3 separate regions of the Ovis aries genome follow, and regions 2 and 3 are each linked to region 1. Evidence: chromatin contacts called from public Hi-C data. All regions are on one chromosome and are shown on one strand. Each heading gives the region's core, a stretch centred on a gene start, on an enhancer-like site or on the middle of the called end of the contact. The rest is flanking DNA. Distances are from core to core; before and after follow the strand shown.

The links. A called contact is a pair of places that touch in the nucleus more often than the background predicts.
Region 2: a contact with region 1 is called in a Hi-C map of liver, with 3 times the contacts expected there. The contact joins the enhancer-like site here to the promoter of FERMT2 in region 1. A contact is called at or near these places in 4 of 16 Hi-C or Micro-C datasets (liver, mixed tissues, omental adipose tissue and 1 more).
Region 3: a Hi-C map of hypothalamus shows a contact between it and region 1, with 4 times the contacts expected there. The contact joins the enhancer-like site here to the promoter of FERMT2 in region 1. A contact is called at or near these places in 3 of 16 Hi-C or Micro-C datasets (hypothalamus, retroperitoneal adipose tissue and tail adipose tissue).

The regions. Positions count from the first base shown.
Region 1 is chr7:63,715,590-63,719,731 of ARS-UI_Ramb_v3.0, forward strand. It overlaps FERMT2 (FERM domain containing kindlin 2), which reads right to left and starts at 2,172. Exons shown (of 15, transcript XM_060418656.1): 1 at 1,926-2,172; 2 at 135-300. The coding sequence starts at 291.
Region 2 is chr7:63,639,174-63,643,315 of ARS-UI_Ramb_v3.0, forward strand. No RefSeq gene overlaps it. Among named protein-coding and RNA genes, the nearest start is that of FERMT2, 77 kb to the right of the region's middle. Within about 2 kb of position 2,453, at least 3 of the 54 cell types and tissues checked have an H3K27ac peak or open chromatin away from gene starts, as enhancers often do. A contact at or near this core is called in liver, where this site is marked.
Region 3 is chr7:63,788,689-63,792,830 of ARS-UI_Ramb_v3.0, forward strand. It overlaps DDHD1 (DDHD domain containing 1), which reads right to left. Exons shown (of 11, transcript XM_060418059.1): 9 at 3,069-3,321; 10 at 1,870-2,061. Among named protein-coding and RNA genes, the nearest start is that of DDHD1, 61 kb to the right of the region's middle. Within about 2 kb of position 2,048, at least 11 of the 54 cell types and tissues checked have an H3K27ac peak or open chromatin away from gene starts, as enhancers often do. A contact at or near this core is called in hypothalamus and tail adipose tissue, where this site is marked.

The DNA.
Region 1 (4,142 bases), core at 922-3,421:
AAAAAAAGCATTTGCGGGATGCCAAGCAAGACTTCCAAAACCCACCCCTCCTCCCGCCTTAAAGTGCCCCCCTTCCCCACCCGCGCGCCCAGTCTGAGAAGTCTTTACTTTGACGCGGCCGGGATGCTACTCACCGAGTTTTTCCACCAATTTGAGCATCACCCCTCCAATGTGCACCTCCCCAGTCACTCTCAGGGTGACATCGCGGTTCAGGTCCGTCACATGAACGCTCAGTTCCCACGTCCCATCCGCATAGCAGCCATCTGGCATCCTTATCCCGTCCAGAGCCATGGCTCCTTCCTGCGAGCACGGAGGAAATGGCTCTCGTCAGCGTCACTCCCCCAAAGGAAAGCAAATCCCACCGAACTCGCAGAGTCAGCCGCGGGTGAGACAAGGTGGAGAACGCGAGGGTTTCCGCACGAATTCTGGAGAGCCGGCGGCGAGGCCAGCTGCCGGCAGGACTCTGCGCCCCGCGCCCCTTCCCGCGGCCACCCCGGCTCCCGCCCCGCGGCGGCCCTCGGCGGACACGGCGCCGCCCGCTCCGCGCGGCCCCAGCCTAGCGGCCCTCGCCTAGCGGACCGCGGCGGGCTTCACCTGCCTGCCTGCCGGCCGCACCCAGGCCTGGGAGAGGCCGTCCGCGGGCTCCACGGTCCTCCTCCCAACCCGCGCTTCCCCAGTCCCTGCCGGGCCCGGCCCCTCACCGCGCGCTTCTTGCGCTCCCGGCCCAGACTGGAGCAGCAACAGGCGCGGAGCGGGGGCTCGCCCGGCAGCGGCGGTGGTGTCGGGTCCCCTCCTCAGCCGGCGAAACGCTGCGTCCTGGCCCGAGCGACTAATGGAGTCCAGCCGTCGCGGCCCCTCGCCTCTCCCTCCGCGCTCCACCCCTCTCTCCCCGCCCCCTCAGTCCGAGACCAGCTCCCTCCTCCCCGCCCCGCCGAGCCGCCCTCCGCGGGTCCGGCCGCCTCGCCCCTCCCCCGCCGCCCCCCGCCACCGCTCTCGGGGCCGAGGCCGCGCGAACTCCCGGGCTGGGGAGGGGGGGCGCGCGGCGCGGAGGCAAGCCGTGCGGGGGAGGCGGGGGCGCCCGCGGCGGCAGCAATCTCGGCCCCGCCGAGTCGCTGCCCTTTTATGGAAATGAAGCACCCGGCGTAGGGATTGAGTCCAACATCCGGGCTCTTGGCGGCGAGACCTGAGGAGGGGGAGCCCGGAGAGCGTGGCTGCTTCCCACCCGGGTGCGGGAGGGCGCCGGGCGCTCCCTTCCACGCTCGCGTCTCTGGCTCCGGGAGGGCATGCAGCGGGCTTCCAGCCGGAGGAAGGGGCTCGTCCATGAGAAATGGCCACAGGAAATTCCCAGGGCAAGGTCGTTTTCGGGGAACAAAGTCCCCCCGCCCCCTCCCCACGGCTGGAGCGAGCCCAAAAGTCTCGGGGCGGTGAGAAGTCCGCACTCAGGGAGCTGAAGACAGGGGATTGAGGACGTAAAAACTTAAAAAAAAGTAAATGCCCAAGCCAACTCCGCGAACATCCAACAAAAGAATGAGAAAAAGCGGAGAGGTGAACCGCAAAGTTGCTTTGCAAGCAATGTCCGGCACAATCAGCAGCTCCTACCGGACTCCCAAGAGTTTACTTGCGCTCTTAACCCATTCGGAAGCTGCAACCCGAAGTGAGTCATTTAGGTCCACGATGCTGTAGTTCGGGGGCGGTGGGGGTGTGGTGGAATCAGGGCAGTGAGATTTATTCGGAAACTCTTTTCTCCAGCCTTTTCGACTCTGTGTACGTATTTGTGTATTTTTATTTGCATTTTAGCAATCCCAGTCTACTAAGTTATTTAGATGGCTGGACATCCCTCTACCCCACCCTCAGCCACACCTTGAAGGAATTTTAATAGCTCTGAACCGGTGCCAGCAGGTACGGGAAGAACTAAAGAATGTTACCTGTTGAGACTGACCAGTGATGGAGAACGGTCCTCCAGCTTCCCACTTCACTTCCACTTCCCCCTTATACTATCGCACTCAACCGAGAAGGCTCCAGTCAAAAACGGCTACTGGAAAACTGCCTCGCTGGCAAATAGAGGGCTCGACGAATTTAGGTCAGGAAGACGCAGATAAGATATCCCAGATCCCATAAAAGACCCCCGGTTTTAAAAGCCTCCAAGTCTTCTTGAACTGTGTCAGACTCTTCAAAGAGGACACCCCCACCCCCACCCTAGGCAAATAATCCTGTGTTCAGCAACACTATTGGGAAACGAGGTTAGAGGCCTCAAGAAAGGGGTGGGACCCATGAAAGAGTAAAAGAAAAGCAGCGAAGTTTAGTCAGATCCCAGAGGTTTGGCACCCAAAATAGGGAAAACCACTACAGTATTTTCAGCTAGTCATCATGGAGAAATTGATGCCTCGGAGTCTGTAGACTCTCCACTCTCCAATCATTTCTTCTCATGGAGGTTCTAAATAGTTCACTTGGAAGCAGTATGAACGTCCAGAGAGGAGGCGATGTTTATGTAAATTATGGTGTAGCAAATATTATAGGAAAATGTTTTCAATAAAATAGTAACTTGTTAGGGTAAAAAGAAACTGTACAGAACTGTACATGCAACTGTAAAAAATCACAAGCGTATCTAGTTCTAATTATTAAGAGAAAAAAGAGCGAAAGGAAATACACCAAAATGTTAACAAGCTCTCTGGGTGTTAAAATCAAGGGAGGTTGTTTTGCCTCTCTATTTTTTATTTTCTAAAAATTCCAAAGCTTTGCATTCAGGACTTGTCTGTCACCACCTTTAATTACATCCAGCATCTTAGTTTCTCTGGGCATGGGATTACCTTCACAGTGATAGACACAACTGATAGAGCAGCTGCTGGACACCTGGACAGGACCTTCAGGGGGTTCCTTTTGTGTTTTTAAATATCCCCAAATAAGACATGAGTTTTTTGAGAGCAAGGACTTCAAGTTCTTTGTCTTGCCCACAAATTTACAAATACCTTGGCACAAAGAAAACGAAAGACATGCTAGGGTCAAATCAACTCAAAAGGCTAGGAAACACTATGTCTGCCCCCATGGAGATATTTCATTTTAGGGGGAAATCCAGGCTTGGAAATGTATGTGCTTATTTCTACACCTTATCCTCCAAAGATATATCATGATGTACAAACTATGAGATAGCATACATTATAAAGGGCACAAAACAACAAGGAAAAAAGGTGGGAAGTGGAAGATTAGAGACTTAAAATAGAGCCAGGAATGAGGCTGAGAACTGTACCTCAACAAATTTTGCAAGTGCTCCAGCAAGCTCTGAATTACTATGACTTCTTAAACATGCCTTTGTAGAACCAAAAATATCCACGTCCTTTCTGAATATTCCCTTTCCTTCAGGCAAATTTGTCTCAGCCAACTGTTGTGTCTCAGAAACTCTTTCAATGCTCAGTTTCCACATTCTAGTTCTCTTTTTCGAACTCTCCAGTGAGTTACTTTCTGAACAGCCTCCCACCACAATGCCTACCACTCTGACTGCTGCTGACTTCTGTGAATGTTTCCTACATTAGGATGGGGAGCTGGGAGTGGGGTGTTAGTATTGCAAATATCAGTCCCGTTTCTTAGCATTGAAACAGCTTAATTATAGCTTTACAAGCGACTTTACTAGCTTCAGATACTCAGCAGTTGGTGTTCGAGCCAACTGGAAGCGCAGGGTAGGCAGTGACCCCCTAAAAGAACTATTAGAGGAATAGTTGGGCTGAGTTGGGTGCAGCTGGTCCCTGTAGGCCCTCTTTTTGAGTGTTTCAAGCTGTTGCTTGCTTTGAAGATTAAAGAGGAGTCAGACTTGAATCTCTGAAACTGGGGATTTTTTTTCTCGATTATTGAGTGAGACCTTCAAATACATTTCTTAAATGTTTACTTCCACGTAACATTTCCCAGTGTGTTCAGAGGTGGAATCTTATCTGAAATCCCCCACTAGAACCTTTAAGACAATGCAATACTTGTGGTACTTACATCATACTGAAAAGTAGCCGAGAACTCCAGTGTTTGGAAGAACGGCTCAAGCATTGAAAGCAGCAATATCCAAATAAGGTACCAAGCACTGGGCTTAGGTTTAGACCAAATGATACCTCACAGATCTGCCGTCAAATGCAGCCCTCCGACTTGGTAGTCCGCAGGTTGAC
Region 2 (4,142 bases), core at 1,203-3,702, 76 kb before region 1:
TGAAACAGAGCAAAGCCAACTGGGCCACATGGGGACTGAACCCCTGACCTTGGGCTCATTAACTCCATTCATAAACCAGGGTGGCCCAACAGTCAACCAACTAGTGGTTCACTTGGCAGGAGGGGCCACCATGTGCTGATCTAGTTCAGACCCAGGAAAGTCTATCAGAAAGACAGAGTGTCAGCTGTCAAGAGCAAGACTCACTTGCTTCCATTTTCTATGTTAAAACATCTTGCACATTTTAAAACTTGAATCATACTATGTATTCTACAAACTAAATTTTTGATTCATTAGGTTGAGATTAATCTCTGTTGTTTTGTGTATTGGAATGTATTCACCATTTTGGTTCCATTTTATGACTGCGTTATATTTTACCCATTCTATTGTGATGGACGTTTGATTTCTCCTGTTTTGCTATTATAAGTAGTTCTGCAATGTGTAACTTGCATGTGCGACTCCTGGTTTGCATATGCGAGTTTCTCCAGGTTCTGCACATACTTAGGAGTAGAATTGCTGGCTTAGAGGATACATCGCTCCATATTACCAGGTGATCTCAGAGTGTTTGTGCAGGCTCTGTTCCAGTTTATACTCCCACCAACAAGTATTCCGGTTATTTTACATCCTGGCCAATACTTGATATTGTCAGACTTTGAAAATTTTGCCAGTGTGGTACGTGTGAAGCTGAATTTTAATTGTATTTAAATACAACCAATTTGTTTTTTCCTCCATTTTCTAGAATACTAGTAGAGTTGAACAGATTTTTTTTTTTTGGTAGATTGATTGGCCACTCAGCTTTCCTCTTTTGTGAAGTACCCATTCCAGTGTTCTGTCCACTTTTTAAAAATAATTTATTTATCTCTGGCTATGTTGGGTCTTTTGCTGCATGGGCTTTTCTCTAGTTGCATTGAGCGGGGGCTACTCTCTAGTTGCGGAGCATGGGTTTCTCACTGCAGTGGCTCCTCTTGTTGGGGAGCATGGGCTTTAGGGCTCATGAGCTTCAGTAGTTGCGGCTCCCAGGCTCTAGAGCACAGGCGCAATAGTTGCGGTGCACGGGTTTAGCTGCTTCGTGGCATGTGGGATCTCCCTGGATCTGGGATGGAATCCGTGTCTCTTGCATTGGCAGGTGGATTCTCTACCACTGAGCCACCAGAGAATGGACAGCCATCACCTGTCCATTTTTCCTTTGGCTTCATCAGTACTCATGTGTATTTATATTCCAGATGGTAATCCTCTGTCAACTATGTGTTGAAAATACCTGGTCCAGTATGCCTTTTTATACTTCGTAATATCTTACTTTTCATCTTAATGTTAACCGGTTTGTACTTTTTGTGTCTTAATACACAGAATCTTTCCTCACTGAATGATCTCTGTTATCTTTTAACAGTTACATGCTTTCCCATTCCCTATTTAAATATTTAATCCATTTGGAATTGCCCTCAACTACTACATACACAGATGAGGTCAGTGGTCCAAATTCCTTCCCTAAACACCAGCAACGCTTGGTGGGAAGTCCTTGTTTCACACTGATCTGCAAGGCTGGCTCTTGGAAATTATTTCCCTATGTGGGCATGTTTGCTTCTGGGGTCTATTTGGGATCTTTGTGCCAATGTGACCCTTTCTGTCTAGTGTTAGATAGGACTGTAGTTATAAGACTTCTTGCGGTCTGAAAGGCCATACCTGTTGTTCTCTAGGAGTGTCTTGGCTATTCTTGGCCCTTTGTGCTCCTGGAATAGAAAACATGCTGTTTTCTAAATATTCCTTCTAAGTGCTCACTGAATTTATAATTAGGCAAGGAAAACAGAAACAAGGTTTAGATGTTCTGATCAGTAAACCTGACAATGTGTTTACTTGAATTTTACTTGGTCATAAAAATTAAGTTCATAAAATTTGGATTTGAGATGAGAATTTATGCTCAAAAGTTTTTTTTTTTAATTGTCCAATATCTGCAAACCATATTTATACAGGTATGCTAAACCTGTCTGGTTGGTTGTGGTGTTTTTATCACAAATTTAATTAACATTGAACTTGGACCATTTCCCTGAGTAGTAAGAGATAATGCTTGGCCAGTGAAGCCACATGAGATTATAATTAGATCTCATGAAATACTGGTCTCAAATTATTTTAAGTGCTTGTAATTTTTAGTAATATGCAGGCCAAGGCACAGACATCAAAAGAGAAACTCAACTAGGTGAGTGTGTCTGTGTGTGTGCTGATAACTGTTTACTAAGAGAATAAATAGAGAATTTTAATGTACACACTCAGCCTGGGAAACTTAGTATTGTTTATTAAATAAAGCAGAGAAAGCAAGAGAGGAATCAGCACAGTGGGAAATCAGGTCACCAGATAAGGCTTTTTTGCTACCCTGTTTCCTGTTCTGGGTGGCTCTGCCATCCACTGGGAGAGATTCATTCCTCTTACCCAGATTGACAGTTTCCCATTTCCTGTCACTCTCTGCCACCTCCCTCCCCCATTCTTGACCTGCCAGACCAAAGCAGTTCAAACAGATAAAGACACAGTTAATTTGCTGAAGAGCACAGAGCTTTCAGTAAACAACTTCTTCCTGGGCAGTTCTGTGTGGAGATGACAGGAACTTTATCAGCAGAGTAAGAATTGAATCCACTTATTATTGTATGTCTATTGGGCCTACACTCCCCACAGAGCAAGTCAGTTCACCCCTGCCTTTCCTTTGCAACTTTATAGCCACTAAAAGAGGGAACAGCTACAGTAGCCACAAAAACATTTTGGGAGAGGGGGAGGCAGGATTATCTGGAACCAGCATCTGCATTTTTAGAATAAAGCAGAGCATGGATGATAGGCGGCAGCCGTGCAAGGTCATGGGTGGAGGAGAGGCATTCAAGAAGTATCAGTGATGATACTATGTCACAGAGGGATGGATCTCAGAAAGTCCTGTTCTTATTTTCTGAATTATCAGAGCAGTGAGTATGTTACCATGTTTTGACTGATGGTCAAACACAGCAGCAGCCCTTGTCAAACAATTATACGGGGTAGAAATAATTAAGAAAAGTATAAGATAAGCATGCATTCCAGAGTATCAAAGAAGTTTTGAGTTAAAAAAAAAAAAACCAACTAATATTTTACTGGGAAACTACTACATTTAATGTAGGTAAATTGTTGTGTACTTGAAACATTTTCTTTAACTCTGTGCAGTTATCTCCCAGATAAATTAAAGGCCAGGAACCCAGATTGGTCTGATCCCACTACATCACTAACTGATAAATTATTAAAAGCACCTCAATAAAACTTTTAACATAATAAAGAACAAAACTATGGAATATAAAATGAAATAAGCACTATCTCTACACTGGCCAAGAACTGCCAAGTGGCTTTCCTTCCACAAAGTTCATGTCTCTGACGTGGTGGTGTATAGAGTGTATGATCTACATCCTTCTGGATGTAGATCAAATCACCACAGTGTACACTGTAAATACCTTACAGTTTTGCAAATTATCCCTCTGTAATGCCTGGGGAAAAACAAGTCCATGTCTTTAAGTCCTTGACTTTCGAAGTTCGACGTTGCATAAAAAATTATTTGTACCAAGTGAAGATTAGTGACCAACTGCATCAGGGGCTTCCAGCTGGTCTTTAAACTGCTGTTGTAAGAGAACGAGTTGCAAGAGAGCTTAGTCTCTTGTCCCCTGTGCCTTCGTGTCTACCTGAAAATGAGTTACTGAGCAGAAACCAGAAGCTGTGTCTAGAGGCCCTGTGGTGTTTTTTTCGTTGACTGCTGTCATCTCTGTAGGGACCACCATCAATAGGGCTCCCCAGGATTCATGAAGTACCACTGGATAGGGAGATGGAAATCAGGGTTCCACTTCTAGCTCTGCCTTGCCATTTGTCAGTTATAGCCATGTGACTTCAAACAGGTTACTTGGCTTCACTGAGCTTCATCTACAAAATGAGGAGGGAGAGTTGCATGAATCTTTTAAAAAGGGCTCTCCTGGTGGCTCAGATGGTGAAGAATCTGCTTGCAATCCACGAGACCTAGGTTCTATCCCTGGGTCAGGAAGATCCCCTGGTGGAGGTCATGGCAACCCACTCCAGTTTTCTTGCCTGGAGAATTCCACGGACAGATGAGCCTGGAAGGCTATAGTCTGTGGGGCTGCAAAGAGTTGGACATGACC
Region 3 (4,142 bases), core at 798-3,297, 73 kb after region 1:
GAAATTTATCTAAATCAGGATTACAGAGAAGAGTATATTACTGAAGCAAGTCAAAGGTAAATCTAGAGGATTTGATTTAAAAGGCATAATTCTTCTACAGAAGTTGTCCAATGTTAAAAGTTGGACTTTTAAAATCTATATCTAGAGATGAAAACACGAAACTAAGAAATCACGTTAGCTCAATTAGCTGAGTTTATAGTTGGTAAGTAATTTACCGTTAGAACCAACAAAGAATTTATATGCAAGAATGACAGAAAACGTATTTTGTTAAAATATTATAATGCAATAAAACTAAGCATTTCTACCTTCACATGTCCTGAAGAAGAAATAAGTTTCTTATTTATTATCATTATCACTTTGAAATTTCTATGTTAAATAGCAAAAACACTAAAAGACAGTTTTTTCCCTCAGATCCTATAGAATTCTGTGTCTTCCTTACCCCTTTTCTCTGGGGCTCAAATTCGACCCTGCTCTTCCTGTTCCCTATTCACCCTAATGCTTACTAGCATCACTGCTGTGCATTAACATTACAAGGAATTGTGGCTTTTTACCTGCCATCTTACAAAATTCTTTAAAGTTATTTTTCTTCAGAAGTTTATAGTTTTCTTTTGACCTGCATGTTACGACAAAATTTTATATTTTCACAATCTCACTTCTGTTATTAAGCAATAAATCGTAGAGTAACTCATTAAAAATATGAGTTTTGTACAAACATCAAAATCTAAAATGAATTTTCTAGGTAGTGTTCAAAAGGCTTGAAATTATAAAATTTCTAGTATTCAGAGAAAGGCATACGATTAAGTTTAAAAAATGGAATTGGCCCAAATAGGAATGTCCAACTCAGCAATGGCTAGGATAATTCATCGTGGAGTGGGGCTGACTATGGAGAAAGATCCAGCCTCTAGGACCGTCACATCTCAACTTCCTTTTTAATTTTTTATGAACAGCAATGAATGGTGGTCATTTTAAAATTTAGAGCAGCAGATACGGTAAGAAAACAAAGCTAAGCATCTGAAATGAACTGTTTAAACATTTTTAGAGAAAGAAAATAAAATTTTCTTCTTGCTATAGTTACGGAAAGGAAGTAACTAGTTTCAGAATCTACATTTCCTTATGTAAGTCAATGGAAACTAGGACTTTTCACTGGACATTTATAAATAAACTTTAAGTTTAGACCCTCAGAAGTAAATATACACTAAGTGTTTTAGTGTTTCACAACTATTTAAGATTTTAGACCTTATAAATCCACTGGAAAAAATTAAATAAAGCATCATTCTATTGCTAAGTCCAGTATAATTATCCATTCTTTCATTCATTTCTTGAGTATCTATTTTACACAAGGTAGTAGGGACAGGATGGGAAGCGATAGAGTGAATTCAATACAATTAAAGTTTTGAAGGCTTTATAATTAAGTTGATGAAGGGAGCTATGGGATTAGTGCCAGGATGGTTTTGGCAGAGCATTTTAAAAATGGTATCAAGAGTAGATACAGCATAGATCTGCAGCAACTAAATGAATTTTTAAACCTGAGAAGACCACGTTTAAAAACAAAAACCAAAAAACTACTTTATAAAAATCAGGGAGTGCTTACCACAAAGAGATTTGTTTTATGCTTGACATGTAAGATCTCTGTGTGACAAGGCACTTATTAATGTTCTTAAGTTAATTCACCCATGCAGAGAGTAAAACTGCATTTACCTGCAAATTATTCCTGAAAATGTAAGTAGAGGAAAAGCATTTTTTTCTTTAAAAGCCAGGGCATACTTTAGATTAGAGTGGACTGCTAGTGTTAATATCTTAATGCTCTTTGTCTTCCTCCAGTTTTAAAAAGGACACAGTATAAATCTGGAAAGAAGAGTATGAACTAACATGCAGAGTCAAGAAAGCCAGAACTGCTGTGTGGGAGGGTCTGCGTTGCCACGGTGGTCATGGGTGGTGAGGCAACTGGCTTCTTCTCATCTTCTATGGAGTCCCTTGATGTCTCAGATGGCTGTGATACAGATGAACGTCCAAATCTTGAGAACAACATTCCTCCAAGTCCCTTTCCAATGCTTGCAGCCCCTGCATTTCACAAAACAGGCCAGTCATTCTGCTGAATTACACCACATACCAGGCTAAAGAGCACCACCCGTAATTACAGTCAGTTGGCAGAGAGACTAAGCCCTAGTCATGTTTTTCCAGGGTGGGAACACAAAAAAACTGCAATTTATATTGTAGGTTTCTAAATAAAAATGGTGTTGAACAGAAGGAGAGTTGTACAAACTGCAGGAATACAGCTTACAAAGAAAAAAAGATTCTATTTTATTCAAGTAATCTTTGTTTTTTAAAGTATTTTATAACATTAAAAATGTTAATAAAAAGAACCACGCCATTCACATGGGCATATATTTACTATTGGTATGCCTACTCCTGAAGTGAAGTGGATCTGTTATAAAAAGCTGTGAATAAACAATCTCTATGATGAATATCAATGAATCCAGCAGATAGAGCCTGTTTACAGTGCCATCTTGTGGCATTTTATATTAAGGCAACTTGTAACCAAAAGCAAAGGACAAATTAAGTGGCACACGATTGAGCTCCAGCGCCACACCAAACACCGTGGGTGGAACTGGAGACCATGCAAAGAGAAATTCAATATACTTGTTGCTCTCAAGAAGAACATGATTTGAGAGACTTTTAGGACACAGATCAGAGAACGGATTGGCAAGGACACCCTTAGTACTCAAGCACCCCCTCATTTCACAAATGAGGGAGATGAAAATTAAAAACTATGTGACTTCTCTAGATTTCACAGCAAGTGATGGGTCCAAGGTTAAAATGAGGGACTTGATGTCTCCACCTTTTTTTGTGTGTGTGCATCAAGCTATCTTATATTCTCTAACTATAGAATCTGATCTAACTAGAGAATTTAGGGCTTTTGCCTTCAAATATAAGAAGTGAGAGTAACTAACTCTAAACATTAACTCTCAGATGTTTTGTAATATATAGAGTATTTCCAGGTACCTAAAATTTAATGACTATATAAAATTGCTTAAGTTCATTGATGAGGAATACCAAAGAGAAATTACCTAATATGCTTGCTTTGCCTATATTTGTTATAGATTCCCCATAGTGTCGGCGAGACAAGACTGGCGAAGTCACAGGGCTTGGTATTGTTGAGATGCCTTCATTCTCTGAAATTGAGGTAGGATCTTTTGCTGGGTGAAGAAAGCTTGGCTTCATATACTCGTAAGGTAGAGGATTGGATGTATTATACCAGTGGATCTGCACAGGTGAAATGTTGCTGTAGTGTTTCAGTATTAACGGTTCTAATCTATAAGCCTTGATGGAAAAAAATTCAAAGAAACAAAACATTAAGGCACAATGCTTAGGTTTTAGTAAACTGTTCATTCTGATTCTACTGTGTGCTCAGAGGACCTTAGGAAATGATTAAAAACCTGACATTCCTAACACGTATTCCAATTTCTTCACTGTTAATAATATGTAGTTTGTCTAATTATATATCCTTAATGATGAGACTATAAAAAAATTCGAGTTAAGTCTAGGCTAATAGTGCCCTTTAATTAGTTTTTCAGTAATATTAGTTGCTCAGTCGTGTCTGACTCTTTGCGACCCCACGGGCTGTAGCCTGCAAGTCTCCTCTCTCCATGGGATTCTCCAAGCAAGAATACTGGGAGTGGGTTGCCACTCCCTTCTCCAGAGGATCTTCCCAGGGATTGAGTCCCAGTCTCCTGCCTGAGGGCAGGAGCTACAAGGGAAGACCTTGTAGCTACAGGGAAGTTTGAACTACAGGGAAGACCTTGTTTTTCAGAGGAATATTCATTTTTATATAACATCTAGCAATTAGATTAATATTAAGTCTCAAAAACAAAACTAAAGCAGTAAACAGCAACTTGGAGCGCAGTAAATAAGCTCAATTTTTAACATCTAAGCTCTCAGTTGACTCTATTTTCAAGCAGATTAATGTAGTACATGAGATGATGATATAAGACCATTTGTCTAAGGTGAAATAGGGACGATATAGCAGAAAAGGCAATGGACTTGGCATACAATTCCCTGCATTCATATTCTGGCCTCTGTCACTTATTAACTATACGACACTCACCAAGTTACAAAGTCTCACAGCCTCAGTTTCCTAAGCT